Regions from separate parts of the Mus musculus genome. Here region 1 is linked to region 2. Evidence: chromatin contacts called from public ChIA-PET data. All regions are on one chromosome and are shown on one strand. Each heading gives the region's core, a stretch centred on a gene start, on an enhancer-like site or on the middle of the called end of the contact. The rest is flanking DNA. Distances are from core to core; before and after follow the strand shown. Region 1 holds the start of Prkrip1 (Prkr interacting protein 1 (IL11 inducible)). Region 2 overlaps Orai2 (ORAI calcium release-activated calcium modulator 2).

What was found. ChIA-PET counts read pairs in DNA pulled down with a chosen protein or histone mark.
Region 1: a contact with region 2 is called in an RNA polymerase II ChIA-PET map of effector CD8 T cells, with 52 read pairs. The contact joins the promoter of Prkrip1 here to the enhancer-like site in region 2. A contact is called at or near these places in 6 of 39 promoter capture datasets (frontonasal cranial neural crest, macrophages, maxillary cranial neural crest and 3 more), 4 of 15 datasets of contacts at CTCF or cohesin (the G1E-ER4 cell line, the NIH/3T3 cell line, large pre-B cells and 1 more), 82 of 484 Hi-C or Micro-C datasets (the AML12 cell line, B cells, the BV-2 cell line and 44 more), 12 of 115 datasets of contacts at active chromatin or transcription factors (the HPC-7 cell line, the SCID.adh cell line, T-cell acute lymphoblastic leukemia and 5 more) and 3 of 9 other capture datasets (adipose tissue, liver and pancreatic islet).

The regions. Positions count from the first base shown.
Region 1 is chr5:136,197,617-136,200,485 of GRCm38.p6, reverse strand. Prkrip1 (Prkr interacting protein 1 (IL11 inducible)) reads left to right here and starts at 1,532. Exons shown (of 6, transcript NM_025774.3): 1 at 1,532-1,711; 2 at 2,628-2,706. The coding sequence starts at 1,586.
Region 2 is chr5:136,153,894-136,156,969 of GRCm38.p6, reverse strand. All of the region lies in intron 2 of Orai2 (ORAI calcium release-activated calcium modulator 2), which reads left to right. Among named protein-coding and RNA genes, the nearest start is that of Orai2, 15 kb to the left of the region's middle. Within about 2 kb of position 1,354, at least 15 of the 459 cell types and tissues checked have an H3K27ac peak or open chromatin away from gene starts, as enhancers often do. A contact at or near this core is called in CD8 T cells, CD8 central memory T cells, effector CD8 T cells and 1 more, where this site is marked.

The DNA.
Region 1 (2,869 bases), core at 283-2,782, 43 kb before region 2:
CTTCTTCACAGTTTTGTTTTTTTCTTTTTTCTTTTTTTCCAGACAGTGTTTCTCTGTGTAGCCCTGGCTGTCCTGGAACTCACTCTGTAGACCAGGCTGGCCTCAAACTCAGAAATCTGCCTGCCTCTGCCTCCGGAGTGCTGGGAGTAAAGGCGTGTGCCACCACTGCCCGGCCTTCCTTCCAGTTTTAATGAAGCTCCTCTCCAGGTTCCAAAGGGAAGCCTCTTGCTCCCTTTAAGGCCCCACCACGTTCAGAGATCCATATACTGTACTGTCTATTGTTCTCCCTCCATCTCCAGCAACAGTCAGCTTTGAGGCCCTTTCATTCTAATAAGCTTCTTCTAATAAAGGACTTGTTTCAGTTTCCTTGCCTACAAGATGTTACTGTTACCATCTTGGGTTTTTGTTGTTGCTTGTTTTGTTGTTGCTTGTTTTTTTGTTGTTTGTTTTTTGAGACTGGCTTTCTCTGTGTAGTTCTGGCTGTCCTGGAACTCTCTCTCTACAGACCAGGATGGCCTTGAACTCAGGGATCCATCTGCCTGTAACTCCCTGGGTGCTGAGATTACAGGCCTGCACCACCACTGCTGGCTCTTAACATCTTTTACTATAGGGAGCTACTTCAGTGCCTCACGCATGGTCAACAAAACACTCCACCACCAGAAGGCCGCAGTTCCATCATTCTCCATTACTTTCACCTTCAAGTGAAAGACTTGAAGTTAATTCCTCGTCAGGTAGATTGGAATGGCAACTTCCTTTATTCTAAAACAGACTCACATACTCAGGCTCGACTGGTGGCGCTGTACTTTCAGCGTGGCCAAGGAGATCGGGTCTGTCTTAAGAGTTCAGTTACAAAGGAGATTATAAGATTATTATAGGAATCGGGGTGTGAGAGGCTGGCGGATCTCCGAGAGTTCGAAGACAGCCTGGTCTACAAACCAAGTTCCAGGACAGAGATATACAGAGAAACTCTGTGTTGAAAAACAAGACAAACAAACAAAAAAACAAAAAAAAAAAAAAAAAAAAAAAAAAAAAGGAAAGGAAAGGAAGGAAGGAAAAGAGGGAGGGAAGGAGACGATATGGAGAGGGCGGAGAAGGGGAGAGAAGAGGAGGAGGAGGAAGAGAGAGTGGGGTAGGGAGAAAGTAGAATAGATAAAAAAGAAACGGAAAAAAAAGACAAAGCCCAGGAGCGAGCGAAACTGGGAGGGACGTGCCAAGAGTCCCAGAGCAAGCTGTGCGAAGTCCTTGGGGACCTGAGACGTCGCCTGGGGCCAGCCCACTCATCATCACTAAAGGCCGTCTCTTCCTCTCCGGATGTGAGAATCAGGCAGCCCTGATTTGTTTTGAAACAGGAAATGAAATTAAAGTGCTATGATCAAAATAAACCACACTGACCTCGCGTTCATGAATATTCAAGCAAGCTGCTTAGGACTGCCTCGTACCTCCGAGGAGAGAGTGCGCATGCGCCTCAGGAGAGCGCCCCTCCCCCCGGGGGTTTGAGAGTGCGCGTGCGCGGTTGGCGCGCTCTTCTGTCGTCATCAATACGAGCGGCCGCCGGCAGCTTTCGTAAAGGAGTAGGAGAGCGGCTATGGCGAGTCCTGCTGCCGCTTCTGTGAGACCGCCCAGGCCCAAGAAAGAGCCGCAGACGCTGGTCATCCCCAAGAATGCGGCCGAGGAGCAGAAGCTCAAGCTGGAGCGGCTCATGAAGAACCCGGTGAGTGGAAGTGGGCCGAGGCGCAGTCCCTTCACCCCGCCGCCAGACCGAGCAAGGCTACATTCAGTCCCCCTAGAGCAACCCTGGGGCGGAGAGGGCGGCCCCGTGGAGGGAGCCTCGCTCCTGTTCTTGTCCTACAGCGTAGCTGCACGAAGGCGCTGCCCAGCCCTCCACACCCTCCTTTTTCTTAGTTTGCTGTTTGCGGTATCATGGCGTTGCTCGTGCTGTCCACGTTCCGTACCGAATCGGCTTTGTAAGATAGGCAGACCTCGCATCCGGGCTCCTCGCATCCCGGCTCCTCTTACCTTATCTTCCCTACGAGCTGGGATGACAGCCCTGCGCTACTATTCAGTATTGCTTCACAGCCCTTTCTATTTTAATATATGAACCAAAGCGGTGGGAGCTGGGTATGGTGGTGCACACCTGCTATCCCAGCACTCTGGTGGCTGACCCCAGAAGTTTGCTACAAATTCGAGGCGAGCGTGGTCTACGTAGTGAGTTTCAGATCAGCTAGACAGTGAGACCTATCTCAGAAACCAACAAAACCCAGAATCGATGTCTTAGCAAAAGTGTACAACTCCAAATAGCAGCCATTATTAAAGAAGCATTGGACGCCAAATTTGGACCACATCACTCTTTACCTCTTCAATGGGCCTCGTAAAACAGACAGCTCATATCTTTGACTAGAAGAGGTTGGCTCGTCTCTTAGTGACGTAGATTCCAGACTTGTTTAGCGCAGGAGAACTTTGGCCCACGTTAGACCCCATGGTGTAGTGGATGAAGTAAGGCCAGGGCAGCAGAACTACACTCAGTCAGCTCCAGATTTGAGAAGCGTGCTCAGTTGAGATCGTCAAACGGGATGTACCTTCCTCAGCAAGTGTATGTTCATAGATGCTTTTCTGTTTAACTGTTCCAGGACAAAGCAGTTCCAATTCCAGAGAAAATGAATGAATGGGCTCCTCGAGCGCCTCCAGAATTTGTCCGAGATGTCATGGGTAATGTCTCTTATGGGTGTCAGGGGTTTATAGTTTTTGTTTTGTTTTTTTTTTAAAGATTTATTTATTATATGTAAGTACACTGTCGCTGTCTTCAGACACTCCAGAAGAGAGAGTCAGATCTTGTTAAGGATGGTTGTGAGCCACCATGTGGTTGCTGGGA
Region 2 (3,076 bases), core at 105-2,604:
TCGGCTCCTTCAAAGACCGGAAATGCCTGTTGTATTTTCCTTTGTTCCTCCTTTGGAATGAACGAGTCTGTGCATTGCCTCTCTGTCCATTGCCTCTCTGCGCAGGGCTGATGCACTACGCAGGCCGGGGGCTCAGCATAGGGTGGAGGTGCACTATGACCTTGAAGCCGACTGCCAAGAGGCCAAGCAGCAAGCTGGCCTTTGCCAGCCGCTTTTGGCTTTTTCCTTGACCGATTAGCTCGCATTTTATCTGGCTGGCACTTTTCTCTCTCATAACGAGCTGTTTCCTCCTCCAAGTCTGTTTCTTCAGAGAAGCTAAATTTTTTATCTGATTCAGAGCTACTAAGAACTAGCTCCTTAAACTCATCTAGTGATGGGTATAGGCTCCTTCTCCTAGAAACCTCCGCTAATTGATCTTTCTTCTTTTCCCTTTTCCCTCTTTTCCTTCTAATCTCTCTCCAGGTATTCCTACCTGACCTTAACTTTTCCTCGGGTTCAAGACCCTTGGAAAGGCCTGTATACTTATTTTGTGTACCATATTTTCTCTTTGCTCCTACTCTCTCTCCCCGCTTTACTTCTGATAGCTTGTCCTGAATTTCCTCTAGAATCCGCCCTGCCTTAACCACTTGATAACATGTGAAAAGGAACAAAAGGGCTTCTAACACTAGAAAAAATTCAAGGCCAAATATACCTTGCAAAGCCATTTTCCACTTTACTTCTGATAGACTGTCTTGAATTTCCTTAGAAAGTTCAAGGCCAGGCTTACCTCGTAAAGCTGTACTCACTGGTACTCTCGTTCCCCAGCTGAAAAGTTCTGAATTCATACAGTTGAATCCTTCTTAACAGTCTGCTTTACGGGAACCTTTATTACCGCGACCCGCAGTTCTGGTTCTGGAATGAGGGATCTTCCTTGCGCCAGTCCCGAGTTTTTTCTCGTCCCGGGTTTCGGCACCAATTGTTATTAGACGCGTTCTCACGACCGGCCAGGAAAGACGCAACAAACCAGAATCTTCTGCGGCAAAGCTTTATTGCTTACATCTTCAGGAGCCAGAGTGCAAGAGAGCAAGCAAGCAAATGGCGAAACCCCATCCCTTTTTTAAGGAGAATTATCCTCCACCTAGGACGTATTACTCCCTGATTGGCTGCAGCCCATCGGCCCAGTTGTCATCACGGGAAAGGCAGAACACATGGTGGGAAAACTGCCCCTGCATGTGTGCAGACTATGTTTACCACTTAGAACACAGCTGTCAGTGCCATCTTATAATGGCAAATGTGAGGGCGGCTCCTCACAGCTGCCGCCGTCTCTTAGTCATCCTAAGAGCCGGTCCTACAGCTGTCATCACTCTAGAGTCCCTGCCCCACACCCCACAGGAAACTGGCCCAGGGGACAAGCACCACTGCTCAGCGGGATACCACTGGGTAGCAAGTGATTTACTTCAAGTCAAACAATAATTTTTTCATTTTTTTTTTTTTTTGGTTTTTGGTTTTTAACTCCAGGCCACAGCCTCCATTATCAAACAGAGCTGCTGTGGTGAACTAGGGGGCTTTTTGTTTTTGATTTCCTTTCTTTTGTTGTTCTATAGGATCTTTTTCATCTTGATTTTCCCCTTTGTGCGTCTGTGATGTGCGCATGTGAATACATGTGTGCACGTGTGTAAATGCACATGTATGTATGAGCATGTGCATACAGAGGCCCAAGACTGAGGCTGAGAATTATGCCACTGGTCTTCCCCCATATGTATTGAGGCAGAGTCTCTTTTTTCTTCTCTCTTTTTGTGTGGGTGTTTTGCCCATGTGCATGTCTGTGTATCACATGAGTGCCTGGTGCCTGAGAAGGGTGGAACAGGGCTTCAGATCCTTGGAGTTAGAGTTATAGGCAGTTGTGAGCCACCATGTGAGTGCTGGGAATTAAACCTGGGTCCTTTGGAAGAGTACACACTGCTTTTAACCACTGAGCCATCATCTCTCCAGCCCCCAGAGTCAGGGTCTCTCAATCAAACCCAGAGCCCATTGATGCAGTCAGTCTTGCTAACCGATTACTCTGATGATCCTGTTTCCCCTTCCAGGGCTGGAATTGTATGTGGGCCACCACACCCACCCAGCACTTACGTGGGTTCTGGGAATCCAAACACTAATCTTCAAACTTCCTGTGCGACCACTTTATCCCTTAAGGGTTCTCCCCAGCTCTAGGACCTTTTAAAAACGATTTATTTGTGTGTCTGTGTGTCTGTGTGTGGATATCTGCACACGTGTGTGCAGAAATGCACACATGCATATGCACCAGGAGCCCAGAAAAGGGAATCCGATGTATCCTCCATCATTTGATGGCAAACAGTCCCTTGAGGCAGGGTCTCTCCCTGAGCCCAGGGCTTGAGGTTTCTCTGCTAGACTTCCAGCTTTCCCATGGATGTTGGGCCCCAAACTAAAATCCTCATGATTGCATAGCAGACACTCTTCTTATCCACCGAGCCATTTCTCCAGCCCCTAAAACGATGGCCTTGAACCTTGTCTTAGTTAGGGTCTTACTGCTGTGAACAGACACCATGACCAAGGCAACTCTTGGGCTGGCTGACAGGTTCAGAGGTTCAGTCCATTATCACCAAGGCAGGAACATGACAGCATCCAGGTAGACATGGTGCAGGAGAAGCTGAGAGTTCTTCATCTTGTTCCAAAGTCAAACAGGAGAAGACTGACTTTCAGGCAGCTAGGAGGAGGGTTTTGTTTTGTTTTGTTTTTTAAGATTTATTTATTATTATATCTAAGTACACTGTAGCTGTCTTCAGATGCACCAGAAGAGGGCGTCAGATCTCATTACGGATGGTTGTGAGCCACCATGTGGTTGCTGGGATTTGAACTCAGGACCTTCGGTAGAGCAGTCGTTTGCTCTTAACCACTGAGCCATCTCTCCAGCCCTAGGAGGAGGGTCTTAAAGCCCACTGTGACACATCTTCCTCCAACAAGGCTACATCCACTCCAACAAGGCCACACCTCCTACTAGTGCCACTCCCTGGGCCAAGCATATTCAAAACACCACAAGTGTGCTCAGTTGTTGCTCAGCCCCTAACCATCTCCCCAA